6 separate regions of the Mus musculus genome follow, and regions 1, 2, 4, 5 and 6 are each linked to region 3. The links are chromatin contacts, called in public HiChIP or PLAC-seq and promoter capture Hi-C maps. All regions are on one chromosome and are shown on one strand. The core of a region is the stretch at or near the end of the contact, and the rest is flanking DNA. Distances in the headings are between cores, read along the strand shown. Region 1 holds the start of Icam4 (intercellular adhesion molecule 4, Landsteiner-Wiener blood group). Region 2 holds the start of Acp5 (acid phosphatase 5, tartrate resistant). Region 3 holds the start of Smarca4 (SWI/SNF related, matrix associated, actin dependent regulator of chromatin, subfamily a, member 4). Region 4 holds the start of Zfp809 (zinc finger protein 809). Region 5 holds the start of Fdx2 (ferredoxin 2). Region 6 holds the start of Raver1 (ribonucleoprotein, PTB-binding 1).

Region 1 (3,550 bases), core at 583-3,082, 590 kb before region 3:
AGGAGATGAATGGTACATACGTGTGCCATGCCTTTAGCTCCCATGGGAATGTCACCAGGAATGTGTACCTGACAGTACTGTGTGAGTATCCCAGGATATAAGGCTGGATGAGGGGTGGGCTAGGTGCCAGGGCCTCAAGTCTCACCATTCCCTTCTGTCTCTACCACACAGACCACTCTCAAAATAACTGGACTATAATCATTCTGGTGCCAGTACTGCTGGTCATTGTGGGCCTCGTGATGGCAGCCTCTTATGTTTATAACCGCCAGAGAAAGATCAGGATATACAAGTTACAGAAGGCTCAGGAGGAGGCCATAAAACTCAAGGGACAAGCCCCACCTCCCTGAGCCTGCTGGATGAGACTCCTGCCTGGACCCCCTGCAGGGCAACAGCTGCTGCTGCTTTTGAACAGAATGGTAGACAGCATTTACCCTCAGCCACTTCCTCTGGCTGTCACAGAACAGGATGGTGGCCTGGGGGATGCACACTTGTAGCCTCAGAGCTAAGAGGACTCGGTGGATGGAGCAAGACTGTGAACACGTGTGACCCGGACCCACCTACAGCCCGGTGGACCTTCAGCCAAGAAACGCTGACTTCATTCTCTATTGCCCCTGCTGAGGGGCTCCTGCCTAAGGAAGACATGATATCCAGTAGACACAAGCAAGAAGACCACACTTCCCCCCGACACAGGAAAGCTGAGACATTGTCCCCAACTCTTCTTGATGTATTTATTAATTTAGAGTTTTACCAGCTATTTATTGAGTACCCTGTATATAGTAGATCAGTGAGGAGGTGAATGTATAAGTTATGGCCTGGACCCTGCTGCAGATGCTGTGAGAGTCTGGGGAAAGATCACATGGGTCGAGGGTTTCTCTACTGGTCAGGATGCTTTTCTCATAAGGGTCGACTTTTTTCACCAGTCACATAAACACTATGTGGACTGGCAGTGGTTCTCTGCTCCTCCACATCCTGGAGCGTCCCAGCACCTCCCCACCTACTTTTGTTCCCAATGTCAGCCACCATGCCTTAGCAGCTGAACAATCGAGCCTCATGCTCATGAAATCATGGTCCCAGGCGGCTCCACCTCAAAGAGAAAGCCTGGAAGGAAATGTTCCAACTCCTTAGAAGGGTCGTGCAAGCTGCTGTGGGAGGGTAAGCACCCCTCCCAGCACAGAAACCTTTCCTTTGAATCAATAAAGTTTTATGTCGGCCTGAGTGTCTTGTGAGTTTGTGTACAGTCATCACATCAGTTAGGCAAAGCCCTAAGGACTGCCGACTCCCATAATGCCTCAGGGTTGTCTGGTAACCTAACCCTAACTCTGAGTCTGTGGATCAGGTTGGTCCCCACCCCCACCCCCTTTCTTTTTTGAGACAGGTTCTCTTTGTGGCCATGGATGTCCTGAAATCTGCTATGTGGAATGGGCTGGCCTTGACTTCACAAAGATGGGCCAACCTGTCTCCTGAATGCTAGGACTAAATGACAAAGCCACTGCCATGTCTAGTAAAATCTACGTTAGATAGACAGGGTTTCCCAGTGTAGATCAGGATGGCCTTGAACTTACAGAGATCTGCCTCCCTGGGAGTGCTGGGATCAAAGGCATGTGCCATCACCAAGCGTTATTTTATTTTTTAATTTTTAAAGACTTCTTGGGGCTTACGTAAAAACTAAAGAGCAGGTCCAGAACTGTGCAATGGCTTTTGGTTGATTGTAGGGTCTGATGGGAGGGGAGGCAGGTATCTTCATCAGGGCCGGCCGAGGCCCATTCTGGGGCGTGGCCAGGGTGCCTTCTTATCTCCTGCGGCCAGCCTAAACTCCCTGGCGTTCCGCCCGCACTTCAGCGCGGGCTTTGTGCCATGGAGTCTGCCCTTCTGCTCCCGTCGCTTTTGCTGGTGGCTGCCTATCCGAGGGGTGGGAGCCCCCAGCAAGAGTGGATGCAAAGTCCTCCCGCGCCTTCCGTGACCTCAGCACCTTTCTGGGTGCGTCTTAATCCAGAGCTAGAGGCCGTGCCTCCCGGGGGCTCAGCGTGGCTTAACTGCAGCCACAACTGCCCCCTGCCGGTGCATTCCAGCCTGCGCACCCAACTGCGGCAGGGAAAGATAGTTAATGGATCCGGCTGGGTATCTTACCAGCTACTGGATGTGAGGGCCTGGAATTCCAAGGTGCGCTGCGTCGTCACTTGCGCAGGAGAAACCCGAGAGGCCACCGCCAGGATCACTGCTTACAGTGAGGGAGACCGGGGCTCAGGCCGGGCTGGGGTGAGGGGAGAGGGGTGGAGGAAGCGGATAGATGGTAATTGCTTTAAGGGGTGCCTGTGGGCCTTATCTCTCTTGCCTTAGAACGGCCCAGAAGCGTGATCTTGGAGCCTCCGGTCCTAGTGGGCCACAAGTACACTCTGCGATGCTATGTGACACACGTGTTCCCAGTGGGATTCTTGGTGGTGAGCCTGAGAAGAGGTGGCCGAGTGATTTATCATGAAAGCCTGGAGCGCTTCACCGGTTCAGATTTGGCTAATGTCACTTTGACCTACGTGATGCGGGCCGGACTCAACGACCTCTGGCAGCCACTCACCTGCCATGCGCGCCTCAATCTCGACGGGCTAGTGGTGCGCAGCAGCTCGGCACCTGTTATGTTGACAGTCCTCGGTGAGGCATCCTGTAATCCCAGGGAATGGGTGCGGGAGAGGGGATGTTGCCACTCCAAGGGGGCCTGCAGAACAGGCGTGGGCTCCACGCTTGGCGGTCCTCAGACCTCCTAGTTCCTGATTTTCACTCCTGCCCACAGCTTTAAGCCCAGCCTCTATAGCCTTGGCCTCTACCTCCATCGCAACCCTGGTGGGGATCCTCCTGGCTGTGGGGGCTGTCTACGTGCGCAAGTACCTGGCTGTGCAGACTTAGTTATAGATCTGTTTTCGATGCCTGACAAGAGGGAGGGGAAAAGAACTTCAGAGTAATTAATTCAGAGACTCTTATTGAAACAATAAAGTCTTCCTCCTCAGTCTCTGCCTTACGGTTCTTGGAGAAAGTGGTTTCTTTTTTAAGGTACCTTACTTTTTCCAAATTCCTTACGTAGGGGCTGAAGATTAGTAGATTAGAGGTAGTACTGGAGGAAACAACACCTTGAAATTTCTCCTTCAAGGCCAGCATGGGGTCCTAGAACCCGAGTTCCTCTGCGTAGAGTTTTGTTAGCTTTATTTGTGCGGGGCAGAAAGACTAAACTGACCTCCCCTCCAGGGCTGACTCTTGGTATGGCTTTTTCTGATTGGCTCCGCTGATACAGGCCGGAGCTCTGATTGGAGGCTAAGTTTCCCTTCTCCTCCCTCCTTTTCCACTACGGAGCCTGTGCGTTACTAGAGAAGGCCAGCGGGTGGAGCTAGACCTGATTCCCCAAGGTTATCATTAATTGGGGGGGGGGGGGGAGGTAGAAACACTCGAGTAGGCGGGGCCTTCTTCAAGTAGTAGAGGAAGCGGCTAACTAGATAGGAAATCTAGCATAGCAACAAGTTAAGAGATGATTGTTCAGGCCACGTGAGCTGTCACAGACTTGCTTCCT
Region 2 (3,662 bases), core at 793-3,292, 520 kb after region 3:
CTCACCGCTGTCACCTCTGACCCTGCTGTTGAGCACATACCTGGAACCTCTTGTCGCTGGCATCGTGCACTCCAGTGAAGTAGAAATTGTCCCCCAGAGACATGATGAAGTCAGCGCCCATCGTCTGCACGGTTCTGGCGATCTCTTTGGCATTGGCCATTTCCCGGGCTGTGTGGAATGGGGCATTGGGGACCCCTCCCCAGTCGCCCACAGCCACAAATCTCAGGGTGGGAGTGGGGGCTGTACCGTGGGTCAGGAGTGGGAGCCATATGATTTGTAGGCCCAGCAGCACCACCCATGAATCCATCTGTGAGGAAGAGAGGGAGTTCAGAGTCTCTGGTGAGGACAGAGAGCGAGACCCTGGTCCAAGCAAAGAAAGACTAGCCCGCTGAGCCTGGTCTCACGGTGCATGCCTATAAACTCAGGCACTACCATGGAGGTGGAGCAACTGGACCAGAAGTTCAAGGCCAGCCTCAGCTACATTGGGAAGTTTGAAAAATGGAAACAGAAAGTCTGAGATAAAGACATAAGACCGGTCTTAAGACACACACACACACACACACACACACACACACACACCCTAGCCATCTACAGCCGTCAGTTCCACAGACACACCAGTAGCAATTGGGCCTGCAAGGAGCTGAGGAGCTGGGAAGGTGGCCCCCACAGGCCTCTTCCACCTCGCTCCTCTGACACTTACCCTGGAGGAAGCACAGGTGGTCAGAGAGGCTGCAAGAGGCAGTTAAGCTCCTGGACCAAAAGCGGTGATCACCGAGTCTTTATTCTCTGGGGCAGAAGTGCATCATTGGGAAAGATGATGCATTTTCTCCGAGGATTGTCCAGAAGCCCTCCCCTTGGGTCATGTGAGCACTGGACTTCCCCAGAACTGGAAATGGGGCTGGGGCGGGGGCACCCAGGCCAGACTGAGCCGTGAAAAGTTTCTCGAAGCCAGCACAGTCAGCCAGGGTCTGATGGTAATGTGTACTGGGCATCTGTAGGTCCCGAGTTTGACTGTTCACTGCACTGAGGCTGTTCTAGGCTGAACGTCTGTGTTTTCACACCCTTGGCTGTCTGTAACTCGCTGTCACTTTTTCTGGGTGGGTGTCTCGACTCTAGCATGGGAACCTCAGTGGCTTGCCTGTGACATACACTCCAATTATTTTTTTTTTTTTGTTTTTGTTTTGAGACAGTGTCTCAAGAAGCCCAGGCTATCCCTAACTTCCTCCCTGGGTAGCCAAAGATGAGCCACTTCCAAGTGTTGGAATTACAGGCCTAAATAATTCCTCTGTGGCGCCCATGTAACAGCCCCCTGTCTCCTCTGTGTTTTGTAAGTCCTAGTGCAAATTGTGTATCTGGAGTCATCTAAGTGTGGGACTGTCTCCGAGTTCCCCCTCGCCATCATAAACAGCAGCAATAACTGCCTTTTCCAGGAAGTTCTGTCCACACTCTTCCATGGCCTTTCCCACACCCGGTTTCCAGCCTAAGGAACTTCCAGAAGGCACACACCACGTGGCTGGCTGTAGCCTTTTGACCTTGGCACCTACAGCAGTCAGCTGCAGGCTGTTTCGACCGCAGAGCCCAGCGCTGTGGTGGGTGTGGCCAGCTTCCCACCTCCTCCCCTCCCTCCTTAACTTCACAAGCCGCCCAATCTTTCCAGACTCCTTCCTTGAACACTCACCACCAACCCCTCCGGTCCCTGCAAGCTCGGATTCTGGAATCTCTCGTTCCGTGCTTTGCATAAAGGCTCAGAGAGGGTCAGCGACTCACCCCAGGTCACCCAGCGAAGAGTTTGCCTTGCATTCCCCACTCGCACCTCTCAGTAGAGGCGAACAGGAAGGAAGTGGGGTGGCCCCAACAGACAGAGACCCCCTCCCCCGTGGGAGGCAGAGCAAGGGCCTGGCGGGCGAGTCTCACCTTGGCGGTGGGTCCAGGACAAGCTGTGCTACCCAACTGAGCTGCGGATTCGCGGCGGGTCGCTCCGGGCTGCACGAGTTGGGAAGAGGCGGCGCGGGCCAGCCTTCGCCCACGGCTCCCTGCCTGCCCTACAGAGTCCAGAGTTGCAGAGGGCGGGTGCCTCGGTTTCCCCGCCCCAATCCTGCCTCAGCCATTACCTGGCGCCTCGCCTCCAAGGTTCAGAGTCCCAGGAGTTAAGGGAGACCCGGGACCTGATTTCAATACCACCTGCCTTCGACTTTTGGGGTGCTCACAGCCTCTGGTGGCCGCGCAGGGGAGGTCCAGCCCCGGACTGAGCCAGGCTCGGTCTCCCGGTCTTTAAAATGGGTGAGAAGATACCAGGCTGGTGGCAGGTCAGCGGTGGAGGGCTTGCTTGGCCCCAGAGCGGCTCGGGTTCCATCCCAGCAGTGGGTTTGGGGCGCGCGGGGGGGCGGAGGAGGGGATTTGACTGAGCTATCTGTGCCAGATAACAGCCACCTGTAAAACAGGCCTTCAAGATTGATCGGGAGAGAAGGAATTTAGGCAGAGAGGGACCCAGAGGGGCGGAGCAAAGCCATCCTCTTCCGCACACTGCAGGTCTTTCCTGTTATTTCAAACAAGAAATTTTGCCGGTTTGCAGGGAGGCTGGGGTGTGACTCAGTTGGTAGAGTGCGTGCCAACACGTACGAAGCCCTAGGTCACAGACGCAGGCCGGTATACACCAGGTGCGCAGTGTAACCCTGGGCCGTGGAGGTCAGAGGGTCAAGAGTTCATGATAAATCTCAGCTCCATAGCAAGTTCAAGACCTGAGACTGTCTCATTCATAAATAAATAGGTTGTCCTTAGAATTCCACAAAATAAAGCTGGGCCAGAATGGGACTCACTTCTTTAATCCCATCACTCGAGAGGCGGAAGCAGATCTCTGAGTTAAAAGGCGGCCTGATCTATATAGCAAGTTCCAGGATATCCACAGCTACACAGAGAAACCCTGTCTCTAAAACCAAAACAAAACCTAAACAGAACAACAAAGGAATCCCAAAGAATAAAGTCTGGCGATGGGCCTTCGAGATGGCTCAGAGCGGCACTTTCTGGCAAGACTTGAGAGCCTGAGTTCCATCAGGTTTCCGGAAGGAGAGCACCGGCTCCCAAAAGTTGTCCTCTGACCTCCACATCCGGGTTGTTGCCCTACCAATAATAAGTAAGTAAATAAATGTAATAAAGATTTAAAGAGTCCTGGTGTGGTAGATCATGTCTGTTAATGGCAGGAGGATTGGAGTGAGTTTGAGACAACTGGGCTAAATAGGGAGGACTGGGTCAGCCTGGGCTAAAGTGTGAGATCCTGTCTAAAAAATACACTTCCCCAAAAAATGAATTCCTGAGAAAAAGAACATAATCCCAGGGGTTGCTATCTTTCACATGCCCAGTGCACTCATAACTGTACACTGCTCCAGTGGTTATCTCTCACATAGCCCAGTGCACTCATAACTGTACACTGCTCTTGCAGAGGACCAGGTTTGGTTCCCAGGACACATGCGGGGAGGCTCACAACTGCCTGTAACTTCAGCTCCAGGTCAACTGATGCCTCTGCAGGCCTCCGAAGGCACCTGCACTTGTGTGCATATAGACTCACACAGGCACCTGCACAAGTGAAAAGAATAAATAAATCTACACACTCCTAGAGACCTGCCGGTAGTTAACAGGTACCGAAGGATGGAGAGGCAGTTTCTTCA
Region 3 (3,233 bases), core at 564-3,063:
CTAGTACTCAGGCGAAGCTCCTGAGTTGGAAGCAGTTCTGGCCCCCGAGAAGTGTTGGGAACGGAATGGAGGTCCTCTGCAAGGGCAAGTGCTCTTAACTGCTGAGCCACCTATCCAGTCACCAAAATTTATTTTTTTGAGAAAATTTATTTTTTTGAGAAAATCTCATTATGTAACCTTGGCAGGCCTGGAACTCACTATGTGGATAAAGTTGGCCACAAACAAAGATCAGCTTGGTGAGATTAAGGACAAATGCCACTAAACTCCGGCTGAAAATAAACCTGAAAACCAGAACTGAGCTGTGTGTGTTGGGGGTGGGGTGGGGTGGGGGGTGGTGGTGGGGAAGCAGAGGCAGGTAGATGTCAGTTCGAGGTCACCCTGGTCTCAGGATCCAGTTCCAGGTCAGCCAGAGCTACACAAAGAAACTCTGTCCTCGAAAAACAAAAACAAAACAAAACAACCAAGCGAAAATACCATGATAGTTTGCCAGTCTTGGTATCTTGGGTCTGTAACCCTAGCGTTTAAGAGGCAGTAGCAGGCCAGTGATTTAATGGCCTGAAACATTCTTTTTTGTTCTTTGTGGCAGAAAACACCCTTTTGTTTGTTTACTTAGAGAAGGTCTCACTTTGTATCCATGGCTGCCCTGGAACCTCACTATGTAAAAGACCAAGCTGGATTGGTACATGCATGCAGCACTCAGGAAGGAAGATGTCTGAGTTCGAGGCCAGCTTAGTCTAGAGCAAGTGCCAGGACAGCCACGGCTACACAAAGAAAACCCGTCTTAAAAAACTAAAGACAGCCGGGCGTGGTGGCGCACGCCTTTAATCCCAGCACTCGGGAGGCAGAGGCAGGCGGATTTCTTGAGTTCGAGGCCAGTCTGGTCTACAGAGTGAGTTCCAGGACAGCCAGGGCTACACAGAGAAACCCTGTCTCGAAAAACCAAAAAAATAAAAACAAACAAACAAACAAACAAACAAACCATAAAGACACACAACAAAAACAAGTAACACCTTGGTAACAAACTCAAGAGATCCACCTGCCTCTGCCTCCCGAACACTACCAAATATTTTAAAAACTCAACCAGAGGCATGAATCTACAGATTTGGACAGAGTTCTATGCTCCAAGGCTAATGGCTTTCTTGGAAATCAGAAGTTAAATTGTGAATATGGCTGTTTCTACCTCACACTCTGTATTTTACTTATTCATTCGGTTGCCTCCCCACAGACTGTAATAGAGGGCAGCAAGTAGCCGATAGCAGCTCAATAAATATTTGTAAAGCTAATTACTGGGCCTCAGCAGGTTCTGCAGGAAATGTGGCCAGGGCAGAGTCTTGCAGAGCAGGCAGGGCAGCGCCAGAACCAGGATCAAAGCGTTTCCCGGGCCTGCACTTAGCACCGCGTGGGCTCTGCCGGTCCTGGGATAGCTTGGCCATCTCTCCGCTTCTCTTTCCTCCCTGGGTGCTCCAACTGCTCCGAGCCTGAGGACTTTAATTTCATCCTTACTATCTCCCATCTGGACCACCCACCCCCTCCCCCAACCTTTAAGCGTCGCCGCAGTGCTACCCCCACTGCGCATGCCTCCCGGCTTGAGGCCCAGTTTCGTGCCTGGGAGGTAGATGTGCGCTTGCGCAGAGCCGCCCCGAGCCCCCCACAGGGGCGGTGCACCAGGATCTTGTGCAGCCTCTGGGCCCGCCCACCTCCTCGCGCCCTCAAAGGACTAGTACGCGTGCGCACAGCGAATGGCTGAGCATGCGCGCAGAGAGCGGAAGGGTGGGCTGGCGCGCGCACGAGGCCGGCCGGGCAGCGGAAGCAGGGCAAGTGGAGCGGGTAGACAGGGAGGCGGGGGCGCGCGGCGGGCGCGTGCGGTGGGGGGGGGTGGCCTGGCGAAGCCCAGCGGGCGCGCGCGCGAGGCTTTCCCACTCGCTTGGCAGCGGCGGAGACGGCTTCTTTGTTTCCTGAGGAGAAGCGAGACGCCCACTCTGTCCCCGACCCCTCGTGGAGGGTTGGGGGCGGCGCCAGGAAGGTTACGGCGCCGTTACCTCCAGGTAAGGAATGGAGGCTCCCGGGCGGAACCAGGCTCCCGGGGCTTGGGCAAGACGGTTTGAATGAAGCGGAGGCGCCGGGAGGGGGAGGGGGCAGCTGGGCGACCAAAGCGGGGTCGCGGTACGGCGGCGCCTGAGGGTCAAGAAGCCCTGCGCGCGCGTCTCAGGCCGCAGTGCAGCGAGACCGCGGCGGCTTCCTGACTGTGGCCGGCGAGGCGGGTGGCTCTGGGCCGCGTGAAGGCCGCGCGCGCGTTCTCGTAGGGTCTTGGACAAAGCTTCTTCCCTTTGGCGTTTCAGAGATCCAGATCCCCCACTTTAATTTCTGTGGACCCCAACTTTGAACAGTGGCTAGGTGTCGTGGGCTTTTCTGGCCTCGTTTGTAACGGGTGGGATCCCAATGCCCTGTGGTCGGGCGTCGGGAGCAACATTTTTACCTCAGTTATTGATGCCCAGTGTAGCTTGGACACAGTCATGAGCCCTCTTCGGTCTCCAGACCTTACTTTCTTCATGTTTATTATTTTTTTTTTTGATAAATTTCATTATTGCAGATTTTGAAGGAAAAATAAAGAATTTCTTCCATGGCTTCAAAATGTTTGCCTAAAAAGTGAAAGATGCCTGGGGACGTTTGCTCTCGGCGGCATTGTTTTTCTTTTGAGTCCCTTGGCCCTTCCCAGTTTTTAAGATAGGGTTTTTTATTTTAAAACACCGAAGGCAAGTGTTTTGTGCGGGTCCGAAGACATCTACTTGATCCCTTTTACCTCCAGTGACTCCTCAGGAACTAGAAACAAGTTTTTGTTTGAACTGACAGACAGCCTTTGAGTTTGATGCCCAGCGCCGGCTGCTGTCAGCTTGCTGTGTGGCCTTAGGCGAAATCGCTAATCTCGCCAAACCTCTTGGTTTCCTCCTTTGTACAAGGGAATTACTTTCGCTGTTAGGATTGGGAAGAACTAGGCAAATCGTTCCTACATCATCATTATTCTGATTTTGAAGACAGACTCTTATAACCTAGGCTGACATCCAGCTCCTCATGTAGACCAGGCTGGCTTCATCCTCACTTTGCTGCCTCCACCTCCCAAGTGCTGGGATGATGTTCAGCCAGGCTTCCTGCCCTGTTCTTTGTTCTTGACTGGTCCAGCAGATAGTTGAATCTTTTACTTTGTGTTACATGTCTGGTAGGGGAATGGGCAGTAA
Region 4 (3,674 bases), core at 37-2,536, 610 kb after region 3:
TACAACATGACAGATTTAAAATGTTGTTGGTCTTCTATTTGGTTATTATACTCTGAATGTTAATACAGAATGAATGAAAACAGTATAATTACACATCTGCATGAAAGGGCCATAATGCAACTCATTACTCTGAGCATTAGCCGTGGTTTTAATAAAAAAGTTTTGCAGTACTGTTTTAAATTTTGTGTTAAAAATTGCTTCTCGGGCTGGAGAGATGGCTCAGTGGTTAAGAGCACTGACTGTTCTTCCAAAAGGTCCTGAGGTCAAACCCCAGCAACCACATGGTGGCTCACAACCATTCTTAATGAGATCTGACGCCCTCTTCTGGTGCATCTAAAGACAACTACAATGTACTTAGATATAATAATAAATAAATCTTAAAAAAAAAAAAAGAAAAGAAAAGAAAAAAAGAAAAGAAAAAAATTGCTTCTCAGCGGGGCGTGGCGGCTCATGCCTTTAATCCCAGCACTCAGGAGGCAGAGGCAGGTGGATTTCTGAGTTCCAAGTCAGCCTGGTCTACAAAGTGAATTCCAGGACAGTCAGGGCTACACAGAGAAACCCTGTCTCGAAAAAAACCAAAAAAAAAAAAAAAAAAATGCTTCTCATGTAAAGCCCCAGAGGGGCTTTACCTGCTGGAAGACCCCAAGTGAGACAAGATCTATGTTTATTTTTTCTGGTGCGCAGGGATCGATCTTCAGCAGTCTCTCAAGCAAGAGACAGGGGGCGATCCCGGTTCTAGCTTACAAGCACCGTATACATTTTTTTTTTTTTTTAGAGGGCAGATTACAGTAACAGCTTCTAGGCACTTGGTGATGGATGGCTAGACCTTTTGTCTGGTTGGCTGGGTGATATCGGGTCATCCTTGGAGAGTACCTTCGTTCCCCAGAGGGCCCAGGTAGCCTTCAGCCAGCACTTTTTTTTTTTTTTTTTTTTTTTTTTTTTTTCTGGTATGTGTTTTGTCAGAGTCGGTCTGGGTTGGGTCAGAGTTGCTTAATCTTATCATTTATCCACAGGTCAGCACCCCCCACCCACCCCCCGCGCCACACACACACACAGAGAAACACAGAGACACACACAGAGACACATACATCACATCACAGTAAGAAAACTTCACGGGAATTAAAATAAATTATTGTGATACCGTTTTTCTGTCCGCTAAGACTTTCCGTATGATCAGACAGCCTTATGCCCTTTGCTACGCCCCGCCTTCCGTCATCGATTGGTGACTTTGACTGTCACTCAGGCCCTGTGACAGGACCGCTCTGAAATGAGGAAGTGGGGTGGATTTAGAAAGTTCAGAGGAGGTCTGAGCCTGCCATCTTGGGTCCTGTGGTCCCCAGGCGTCCGTTGCGGGAAGTTGTGCTGGTGGCGGAGACCGAGTCACAGGACGCTCCCAGTCCCATCATGGTGAGCTCGGCGCGGCGTCCCTGTGGAGCCGGTGTGGATGGCTGTGGGATGGGGGCTGGGCGGGCTCAGGGCACCCCGGAGCGTCCTATCGCGCCCCGACCATGCGTGGGGACTCGAGCTGGCTGCAACGCCCTGCACAGCTCTGCCACCCACAGGCAAGAGACAGGAATGCCTGACCGCTGGGTCGCTTCAGCGCCGGTGTCACACTAGGAACTCTGGGCTTCCGTTTACCTGCAAGGTTGGGATGGGGAACTCTGCGCCCTGTCTGGAAACTCTCGGAAGCTGGGTGCAGGGAGCTGGGTCTAGTAGGGGTGACTCTCCATCTGTCTGTCACTCTGGGATAGGCCTGTCAGTGTCCTGGCTGTCACCAATCAGGAACTTTATAGACTTGGGAGATGTTGATAGAACCCATCCTTAGGATGGATGAGAGACTAGTGGGTCTGAAAGGATCCCCGAGGATTAAATATTTTTGCGCATTAATTGGAGGAAGTGGGGAAGATAAAAATTCAGTTCCTTGTCCTAAACAGTAGTTTTAAAGTATCTGATAGACTTAATCTTAAAATTGCTGAGGTACAGGAATAGCCACGCATTGGATGTGTGTGGTGCAGACTGTGACGTGGTACCGAGGAGCAGAAGGCAAGGGGGAAGCAGTATGACTGTGAGATCTCTTCAGGCCCTGAGTTGCTCTTTTTTTTTTTTTTTTTTTTTTAAGATTTATTTATTTATTTATTATATGTAAGTACACTGTAGTTATCTTCAGACACACCAGAAGAGGGCGTCAGACCTCGTTACGGATGGTTGTGAGCCACCATGTGGTTGCTGGGATTTGAACTCGGGACCTTTGGAAGAGCAGTCAGTGCTCTTAATCGCTGAGCCATCTTGTAGGACCCCAAGAAGGAGCCCCCCACTCAAGTCTCAGGTCGCGGGGTCACCCAAAGAAACATGAGAGACCTTCTTGAGGCAGCTTTAATGGCCGAGCTCCGGGTCAATCAATACGTATCTCACTCAGGAGACAGAGGAATCGACCCTGAGACTCAAAAACTCAGGGTTTTGATAGGGTAGGGTCTAGGAAGAATTGGCGCGGTAGTGAGCAGAGTAGTACCGGGGCGTATAAGAATTCTAAAGCCGGGGGCTTATCAGAGTCGACAATGCATCTGGTTAATGTTTCAGCTTTTAACTATGCTCTCTATAGAAAGGGGGGCAAGCAGGAGGCGCCGGGCTGCCAGATGGTCAAAGAGTCAGCCAAGATCGTCAGAAGCAGTTCCTATTCCCTCCCTTTCTTTACGACCGGGAGACCTGGGAGACCTAGCTTCAAGACGGACTCGGGCATGCCCGGGCTAGTTTTCTTTGCAGTCTCAGTCCCAGGCCTTTTTAGTTTAAACCTTTTATTTTATTTAATTTCCTTTCATTCCCCTCTTCTTCTGAAGAATAAAGATAAAAAAATTACTGAACTCTTCCTCACCCCAGAGCCCGACCCCTCCCATCTAGAGATTGTTCCCAGAACACTCCTGAACTCTTCACCCCAGAATGCATTCCTGAACTCCTCACCCTAGAGTTCGAACCCTCCCAACTAAAGACTGTTCCAAGAACATTTTTGAGATAAGGGCCTCCTGGAACAACCTCAGAATGAACCGGGTACATTGCCAAATAATAGGATATGACCCCTTAGTTACGTAGAATTCCCTTGGCAGAACCCCTTAGTTATGCAAACTTGTACTTTCCCTGCCCCGCTCTCCCCCCTTGAGTTTTTCCTATATAAGCCTGTGAAAAATTTGGCTCGAGGTCGATTCTCCTCTACACCATACTAGGTGTATGAGTTTCGACCCCAGAGCTCTGGTCTATGTGCTTTCTTGCTGTTACTTTATTAAATCTTGCCCACTACATTTTGAGTTCGGTCTCAGTGTCTTCTTGGGTCCGCGGCTGTCCCGAGGCTTGAGTGAGGGTCTCCCTTCGGGGGTCTTTCACTTCTACTAAGTAATTCTAATCTTAGAATTTCAGAAGTCTATATCTCTATGTGGAGAGTAGAAATCATACTCTTTTTCTATCTTAACTATAGGTTGGTATTGATGCTGGAGGACCATAAGCTATACTGTATCTTTAACATGGGAACAAAAACAGAATAAGGTATCGTAAACAGGACTAGGCAGGGACCCTTCTAGGGAGGCTTGAGGGTCTCTGGCTGGAACTGGTGAGATGTCCTTGGGGTACTCGGCTCGTTCCTTGTAGCCAGTTGTGACCAGACTTTTTTCTGCACGACCTGCAAGCCT
Region 5 (3,299 bases), core at 232-2,731, 540 kb before region 3:
GCTAGGACAGGACTGAGCTGTGATGCCTGAAAAACAGCAAGAGAGTGGTGAGGGACAGCACTGTGCATCTGTGATCCCGCTTCAGTTCCACCTCTCCCCAAAAGGTAGTCAGCGGCAGCACTAGAGAATGGGGGGTCAACATGGAGAATCCACAATTTCCAAGAGAGCACAGATTCTAGCAGCTCAGTAAGGGCTGCTCCAAAACCTAGTTTTATTTTAGTGTTAATTTAAAGAAAGATTTTTAAGTGTTTCCATGTGTCTCTGTGTGGGTTGTGCATGTGAGTAGGTGCCATGGAGGTGAGGTAGTGTGCCCGGCACTACTGGTACAGAAGGCTGTGAATTGCCTGGCACAGAGCTGGTGGTAGGAAGAGAACACAGGTCTTCTCACAAGCCGTCTGCAGTCTTCAGCACTGGCGACCTTTCCAGTTTCATTATTGCCATCTTACTGGCGTTAGCGCAAAGGTGGTAAAACAGTAGAGACAACCTGTATTCTCAGAACTGAGAAAGCTAAGGCAGTATGATCAGCCAGCAGGTTTAAGGGTAAGTCAGAGACTCTGTCTTAACCATTTTGGCACTAAAGAGGTGGAGGCAGGGGCATCACTATTGTGAGTTTGAGCCTAGCCTGGTTATATAGCTGATTTCAGAACAGCCTGAATAACATGGACTCCATCTCAGTTCTTCCCATCCCACCTATTTGGTGATATGGTAGGCAGCACATGCCTGTAGTCTCAGGACTCAGGAAGTGGAGGCAGTAGGTTCACTGCAATGAGTTGGAGGCTAGCCGGGATTACATACTTAAGTTCCTGGACAGCCTGATTCACAGAGTGAGATCGGACCCACCCATACACCACCTAAACAAAAGTATTGGATTGTGGTAGTGCACACCAGGTCCCAGGAGGGTCAGCAGTTCAAAGTCATCCTCTGATACATAGTAAGTTCGAGGCGAGCCTGAGCTATAGGAAACCTCTCAAAATTACAAAAAGGTATAAGAATGCCAAGGATCTCCCTAGTTTCATATGACCTACCTTCCAGGTCCACCCCGTGGCGCTGGGCCAGGTATAGAACATTGTCCCCGACTTTGCCCCTCACCGGGATCCGCTTGCCAGAGCGGTCCACGAACACCACGTTGACCCTGGGGACAAACAGGGTGCAGGTGCTGAGCCGGAGGCAGGGAGTGGCAGGGAGGGGCAGGGCGTGGCACGAGGGGCACTCACACGTCCCGGGGCAGCTCCGGGCTGTCCGCCGCCTCCTCGCCAGCACGCCGCTCGCCTGGAAACACACGAGTGGGTGAGCGGCTGCGGCCTCGCTGCACGCCGCGGCTCGGCCCAGCCCTATGTACCTGTAGTCCCGAACGTCCTAGATGTTACCGCCGCGTGCCCGGCCCTGGGTCCCCAAGATCCCCCGGCCGCCCGTAACAGGACCCGGGCGCTCACGCCCCGGGCCATGGAGGCGGCCATGATAGGCCACGTGACCGGAAGACCTAGCATGCTCTGCGCGTCCTCAGCGACAGTAAACGCAGCGTTTGGGCGCCGTGTGAGGTCAAAGGTGATGCACTGGGATCTAGCTGGACTTCCGGCCTCGCCCTGTGGTTGGATATTTCTTCCCTTAGGTCGTACTGTATGTGTTCTGCTTATATGTACGTATGTGCACCAAGTGGGTGCCTATGGAGCCCAGAAGAGTTGATGGGTAGTGTGGGGCTGGGAACTAAAACTACGTTCGGCAATTGGGACCAACCTCTGAGTTCTCTAATTTTTAGACAGGATCCCCTAGTCTGGCCTTGATCTCCGAATTCCTTTGCTGGAATTACCGGTTATGTGCAACCAGTATTTAAATTTTGTTTGAGACAGAATCTCTATAGACTGAGAAATTCTTAAGTCTCTAAGCAATTCATATAGACCAGGCTGGCCTCCAAGCCCAACTTAAATTTTTAGGGATTGTGTGTATGAGCCCATCCGTGACATGTGTGTAGGTCAGTGGTCAATCTGCGGGAGTCAGTTCTCTCCTTCCACCATTTGGGGCAGAGGGATAAAACTCAGGCTGTCTGTGTTACCAGAATTCTGAGCTAGTTTGCTGGCCCATGGTTTATATCAAGAACCAGCCAGCTCTGATTTTTTTTTTAAAACCGTTTACTTACAAACTTTAATTCAGCAAAGGTCTATGCAGGGGGTGGGGGTGGGGTGAGGGGGTGAGATACACCCACTGGAGTGGGTTTGGGTTATCATGTTTGGGGAGGGAGGCTGGTGGTGGCTCAGCTGGCTAAGGGCAGAGCCCCTAGGTCCCCCTCACATGGACAGAGAGGAGGCCTGCTCCAGTGATCCAGCCTGGGGATGGTAATGACCTGGGTTTGAAAGAACATGGTAGAGGCCCAGTGGCCTGGGTACAATGGTCACCTTTCACAGACAGCAGGGGAGACTGTTGAAGCCAGCAGAAAATACTGGTCTCTGCATCCAGGCTTTGGGCAAAAGGGGTGGTTTGCCAAGATCAAGGCTTTAGCCTTCTGTCCACAGGGCAGACACCTGGAGAAAGGATGAACCCTAGGCCAGAGCTCTTTGGTCCTGAGCGGAGCTTTTGGAGCTCCGCATCTGTGAGGCTCTGACCCAGCAGGACCTGTGGCCCAACTTTAAGGCATCAGAAGGCAAGGATACTGGGGCAGGGGCTGGAGATCTTGGGGCTTAGGGTACTGGCCAGAATAGGCAGGCAGGGGCATGAGACAGCTATACCTGCAGCAGATGACTGGGAAGAGAATAGGGTTAAGCTGTTGGAACCTGCACATGTGGAATAGAGCCTGGGCAGGCCAGACCCTGAAGGAATCAATTTGGGGCTTTTCTGGACGGATGGGGGAGTAGATGTGATAATCATCCTGGTTGTTTTAAAAAATAATAAAAATTAGAAAAGGAAATAAAAGTCAATTGTCGAAGTTTAAAAACGGGGACTGTCTCTGATCCTCACAGGTCAGAGACACCTCCAAAGGCACTCAAGAGGCCAGAACACAGGAGTGACGAGGCAGGAGAGGAGGCCTGGAGCTAGGGAGGGAAAGAGAGCAGGTCAGGCCCCTCTCTCTTAAGGCTGCAGGGTTTGGCTCCAGGAGCAAGCCCACAGGTAATGGTGTGGCCCCAGATACCCCACATTCCTTGAGCTCCAGCTGGTTGGTCAGCAAAGTCTTTTGCAGAGATTTCTCTATTACCCAAAGAAAGGACATTAAAAAAAATAATAAAAATAAAATCCCAGAAAACACAAATACCAGAAAAAACCCAAAAGCAACTTGGTGCAGGCCCTTGGAGCATCTCTGGTGTCGACCC
Region 6 (3,484 bases), core at 643-3,142, 520 kb before region 3:
TTAAGACACGGACAGACAGAACAAGGATCTGCTTCCTCTGACACAACACAGGACCCACAATTCAGAACAGATGCTGAGCCAGGTCCTGTTACCACTGGGGACTGTCATGTCATAATTGCCCTGTCCATCCATGACCCACAAACCTGTCCCTTTGTATTTGTCCACGAAACAGTACTTGAGTTCGTAGTCGCTCAGGAGGTCATGTACTTCCTGCAGAGACACAAGCAGAAGCCGGGGAGTCACTGGGCAAGGCCGCCTACAGGTGGACCCTCCATTCAAGCAGATAAATGAATAGCTGTTTGTCCATACAGCTATCTTCTACAATCTATCTTGTGCAGGGCAAGACTGCAGATTACATGCTAGGAACACCAACAACTCAAACTGCACACCTTCAAGGAGGCTGCCCAACTTGTCTGATTCCCCTGTGCAAGGTTGAAACCGGTCCACAGCTAATTATGAAGCCATTTTCTCCAAGAGGAAAACAGCTGAGGCTGTAAGAAGTGAAACACACAAACTATCATGACAACAGGGGGCATGCTACCCAGGGGTACCTGGCCAGGGCTGTCATGACAACAGGGGGCATGCTACCTGACCAGGGACCCCACTCACTTATCTGACCCTACACTGTGTGGGTGCAGGGGCCACCCAAACTCCCTCATGTTGACAGGGCTGCTGTTTTGAATGCTGGCTTCCAGGGCAAGTTGCCTGGCTTCCTTGCACCAAATGACCTGTGTATGAGCCCAAGGAGATAGGGCTGGCAGTTCCAGATATGCAGGACACCATGCACACAAGTGTCTATTCCTTGTCTGGTCCTTTATTGTGTTCCCCAACACCTCTGCAGCTTCACTAGCCATGTGCCTATAGAGCAGGGGGTACTAGGGTGAGCCAGTGAGCAGACAATTTAGCAGCAATCAGAAAGGGCCTATCCCACCACCACCGGGCAGGGCAACAGAGATACCACTTTCTTGGGTCCAAAGAGCATTGCACACCCTGCTCTACATGGGTTCCCAATAGAAGGGCAGTCCCGGCAGACAAGATTAGCCACAGGGAAGTGCCACAGAATACAACCCCCGCCCCCCACCGCGGCATGTTCATGTCGAAAGGAGACTTCATTTTCCCAAATCAATTCTAGTAGGCATTGAGGGATGCAGCTCCAACTTCCGGGTCTACCTCTAAAAGGTGTCGATTATGCTTGATAAGAAAAGCCATGCTCTTAATTCTGAAACTTCCAGATTTGAGCTCCTGTCACCCGAAGGCAGAGGAGGGAAACAACCCTCTGAATATGCATGGGTCAGTTGGAATCTATTTCAATCAATCTATTCACAGTCTCCCGTACATATTTCAGCAGGGCCACAGCTGCCTGCCCCTTCCAACTACCTGCAACCTTCAACCACTTGGCCTCTCCCAAGTCCGATGGTCGCCCCTAGCAACGTCGACCAGCACTTTAAAGTGTTTTCTTTTTTTTCTTTTTCCTAACCATGCCCTTTCCACTTCGTTCTTAATGTTTCACGACCCTGGGAGAGGATATGACACTGGGGAGAGCCCCCACTCACAGCAGCGTTGGTACCGCCCGGTTTCCACCCCCCCGCCCGCGTGCGCGCGCACGCGCACCGTGGTGTTTCCCGCCACGCTCTCACCCCCACCCCCCATACCTGGTTGGTCACGTCCCCCGGGAGGCCTCGGATCAGTATCTTGCGGCGGTTACGGAACTGGCGCTCAGTGTGTTCCAGGCGTTTCCGGATCTCTTCCGGATCGAGCGGCGGCAACTCTTGTTCGGGCGCCCGGCGATCGACGGTCTCGGGAGTTTCCGCTTCGGCCTCCGCCTCTGGGCTCAGCGGCGGCCGGTGAGTAACGGACACGTCGGCCGCCATCTTGGGAAACCCGGCGCCTTCTGGGACCAGCGAGCTCAGGGCGGAGCGACATAGAGCGGCAAGGAGGTCGCGTGTAGTGATTGGTTGGTGGAAGCCCCGCCTCTCTCCCGGCCCCTTTCAGCGTATTGGCTAGAACCAGCCCCGCGAGCGTTGCCCCCTTCCCCTGACTCTGGGCCATTGAATAAAAGGGCGGAGCTGCAACATGGAGCCGCCTTACAAGGCAGGATTGAGAATAGGCAGGCGTGAATCCCTAACACCGCCTTAAGAGTTGGTCAGGTGCACACACCTGTAATCTAAGCCCTTTAGAGGGGAAGGCAGATCTTATGATGTCATCCACAGTTACAACGGAAATCAAATTCATGAGGATCCTGTCTCAAAAGAGAAAATGAAACGACAGACAAAAATTAGGTGTACTGATGTACGCATGCAATTCCAGCACTTTAGAAATGGAAGCTGCCAGGCAGTGATGGCGCACGCCTTAAATCCCAGCACTTGGGAGGCAGAAGTAGGTGGATTTCTGAGTTCGAGGCCAGCCTGGTCTACAGAGTGAGTTCCAGGACAGCCAGGGCTACACAGAGACATCCTGTCTCGAAAAACCAAAATGGAAGCTGCAGGACTTGAAGTTCAAAGTCATTCCCTACTATACAACTCAAGTTTGAGATAAACCTGATTCAAAAAAGAAAAACAAACAACCAAATAACAACGACAAATGCTGGCATTATTTTCAGCACTCTGAAGGCCTAAGCAGCCTGGTCTACATAGTAAGTCAGGGTTTCAAAAAACAAAGAAAAAAAGGACTAACTGCTAAGCATGGCAACCCCTGAGTTTCATTTCCAGCAGACTTGGTAGGGGTAGTAGAGATAGACAGCACAGGAAGCAAAAAGTTAAACAGGAGCTGGGGAAGGAACTGGCAAAAGACACAAGGAAGAAAAGATCAGCAGTTTATAATGACAGACATGGATCTCTCTAGCACCAGAAAACTACTTTCAGGAGTCTATGGGCAAGTGCTAATGTGTGTGTGTGTTTGTCTTTCATGACAGGGTTTCTCTGTGGCTGTCCTGGAATAACTTACTCTGTAGACTAGGCTGGCCTTGAACTCACAGAGATCCACCTGCCTCTGCCTCCAGAGAGCTGGGATTAAAGGTGTGCACTATCATGCTGAAAGTTTTATTTTAAAGATTTATTTTTATATTTTTTAATGTGAGTACATTTAATGTGTGTCACTCTCTTCAGACACACCAGAAGACGGCATCGGATCTCATTACAGATGGTTGGGAGCCACCATGTGGTTGCTGGGAATTGAACTCAGGACCTCTGGAAGAGCAGTCAGTGCTCTTAACCACTGAGCCATCTCTCCAGCCCTTGAAGGTTTTATTGATCTGGAACTTGATACGGCCCAATCCTCCTCTCAGTCTGGACCTTGGTCTTCCCCTGTCTCAGGACAACTTACCCTGGGCTGTATCTTTGGACGACAGTGTGCTGAGAGACACAGAGGTACTTCTGTTTCTCAAGTGGTAGCAGCCACTCGGGTTCTGCATCCTGAGGGTGTACACTGACGCCACTGCAGTGGTCACCATCCCTAGGGGCATGAACACCCCCATAGTGATGTTGGC

What was found. Promoter capture Hi-C pulls out the DNA fragments that hold promoters and counts their contacts. HiChIP or PLAC-seq counts read pairs in DNA pulled down with a chosen protein or histone mark. Capture Hi-C pulls out chosen DNA fragments and counts their contacts.
Region 1: a contact with region 3 is called in a promoter capture Hi-C map of liver, with 4 times the contacts expected there. The contact joins the promoter of Icam4 here to the promoter of Smarca4 in region 3. A contact is called at or near these places in 4 of 39 promoter capture datasets (the C10 cell line, liver and pre-B cells), 2 of 484 Hi-C or Micro-C datasets (CD4 T cells and uterus) and 1 of 9 other capture datasets (adipose tissue).
Region 2: a contact with region 3 is called in an H3K27ac HiChIP or PLAC-seq map of embryonic stem cells, with 6 times the contacts expected there. The contact joins the promoter of Acp5 here to the promoter of Smarca4 in region 3. A contact is called at or near these places in 2 of 39 promoter capture datasets (hippocampal neurons and liver), 14 of 484 Hi-C or Micro-C datasets (cardiomyocytes, cerebellar granule neurons, cerebellum and 5 more) and 7 of 115 datasets of contacts at active chromatin or transcription factors (T-cell acute lymphoblastic leukemia, embryonic forebrain, embryonic stem cells and 3 more).
Region 4: a contact with region 3 is called in an H3K4me3 HiChIP or PLAC-seq map of embryonic stem cells, with 7 times the contacts expected there. The contact joins the promoter of Zfp809 here to the promoter of Smarca4 in region 3. A contact is called at or near these places in 2 of 115 datasets of contacts at active chromatin or transcription factors (both in embryonic stem cells) and 1 of 9 other capture datasets (adipose tissue).
Region 5: a contact with region 3 is called in a promoter capture Hi-C map of liver, with 4 times the contacts expected there. The contact joins the promoter of Fdx2 here to the promoter of Smarca4 in region 3. A contact is called at or near these places in 3 of 39 promoter capture datasets (liver and pre-B cells), 1 of 115 datasets of contacts at active chromatin or transcription factors (astrocytes) and 1 of 9 other capture datasets (liver).
Region 6: a contact with region 3 is called in a promoter capture Hi-C map of liver, with 2.7 times the contacts expected there. The contact joins the promoter of Raver1 here to the promoter of Smarca4 in region 3. A contact is called at or near these places in 2 of 39 promoter capture datasets (both in liver), 1 of 115 datasets of contacts at active chromatin or transcription factors (astrocytes) and 1 of 9 other capture datasets (liver).

Annotation. Positions count from the first base shown.
Region 1 is chr9:21,027,600-21,031,149 of GRCm38.p6, forward strand. It overlaps Icam4 (intercellular adhesion molecule 4, Landsteiner-Wiener blood group), which reads left to right and starts at 1,833. Exons shown (of 3, transcript NM_023892.3): 1 at 1,833-2,224; 2 at 2,338-2,643; 3 at 2,783-2,997. The coding sequence starts at 1,855. The coding sequence ends at 2,895. Icam1 (intercellular adhesion molecule 1) reads left to right here. Exons shown (of 7, transcript NM_010493.3): 6 at 1-81; 7 at 172-1,215. The coding sequence ends at 347.
Region 2 is chr9:22,129,823-22,133,484 of GRCm38.p6, forward strand. Acp5 (acid phosphatase 5, tartrate resistant) reads right to left here and starts at 2,043. Exons shown (of 5, transcript NM_001102404.1): 1 at 1,915-2,043; 2 at 41-307. The coding sequence starts at 307.
Region 3 is chr9:21,614,356-21,617,588 of GRCm38.p6, forward strand. Smarca4 (SWI/SNF related, matrix associated, actin dependent regulator of chromatin, subfamily a, member 4) reads left to right here and starts at 1,814. Exons shown (of 34, transcript NM_001174078.1): 1 at 1,814-2,045.
Region 4 is chr9:22,224,426-22,228,099 of GRCm38.p6, forward strand. Zfp809 (zinc finger protein 809) reads left to right here and starts at 1,287. Exons shown (of 5, transcript NM_001164624.1): 1 at 1,287-1,407. The coding sequence starts at 1,405.
Region 5 is chr9:21,072,050-21,075,348 of GRCm38.p6, forward strand. It overlaps Fdx2 (ferredoxin 2), which reads right to left and starts at 1,482. Exons shown (of 5, transcript NM_001039824.3): 1 at 1,340-1,482; 2 at 1,215-1,269; 3 at 1,026-1,132. The coding sequence starts at 1,457. It overlaps Raver1 (ribonucleoprotein, PTB-binding 1), which reads right to left. Exons shown (of 13, transcript NM_027911.4): 13 at 2,109-3,299. Gm38431 (predicted gene, 38431) reads right to left here. Exons shown (of 17, transcript NR_038081.2): 13 at 3,242-3,299; 14 at 1,215-1,269; 15 at 1,026-1,132.
Region 6 is chr9:21,090,107-21,093,590 of GRCm38.p6, forward strand. Raver1 (ribonucleoprotein, PTB-binding 1) reads right to left here and starts at 1,893. Exons shown (of 13, transcript NM_027911.4): 1 at 1,653-1,893; 2 at 144-210. The coding sequence starts at 1,871. It overlaps Gm38431 (predicted gene, 38431), which reads right to left and starts at 1,902. Exons shown (of 17, transcript NR_038081.2): 1 at 1,653-1,902; 2 at 144-210.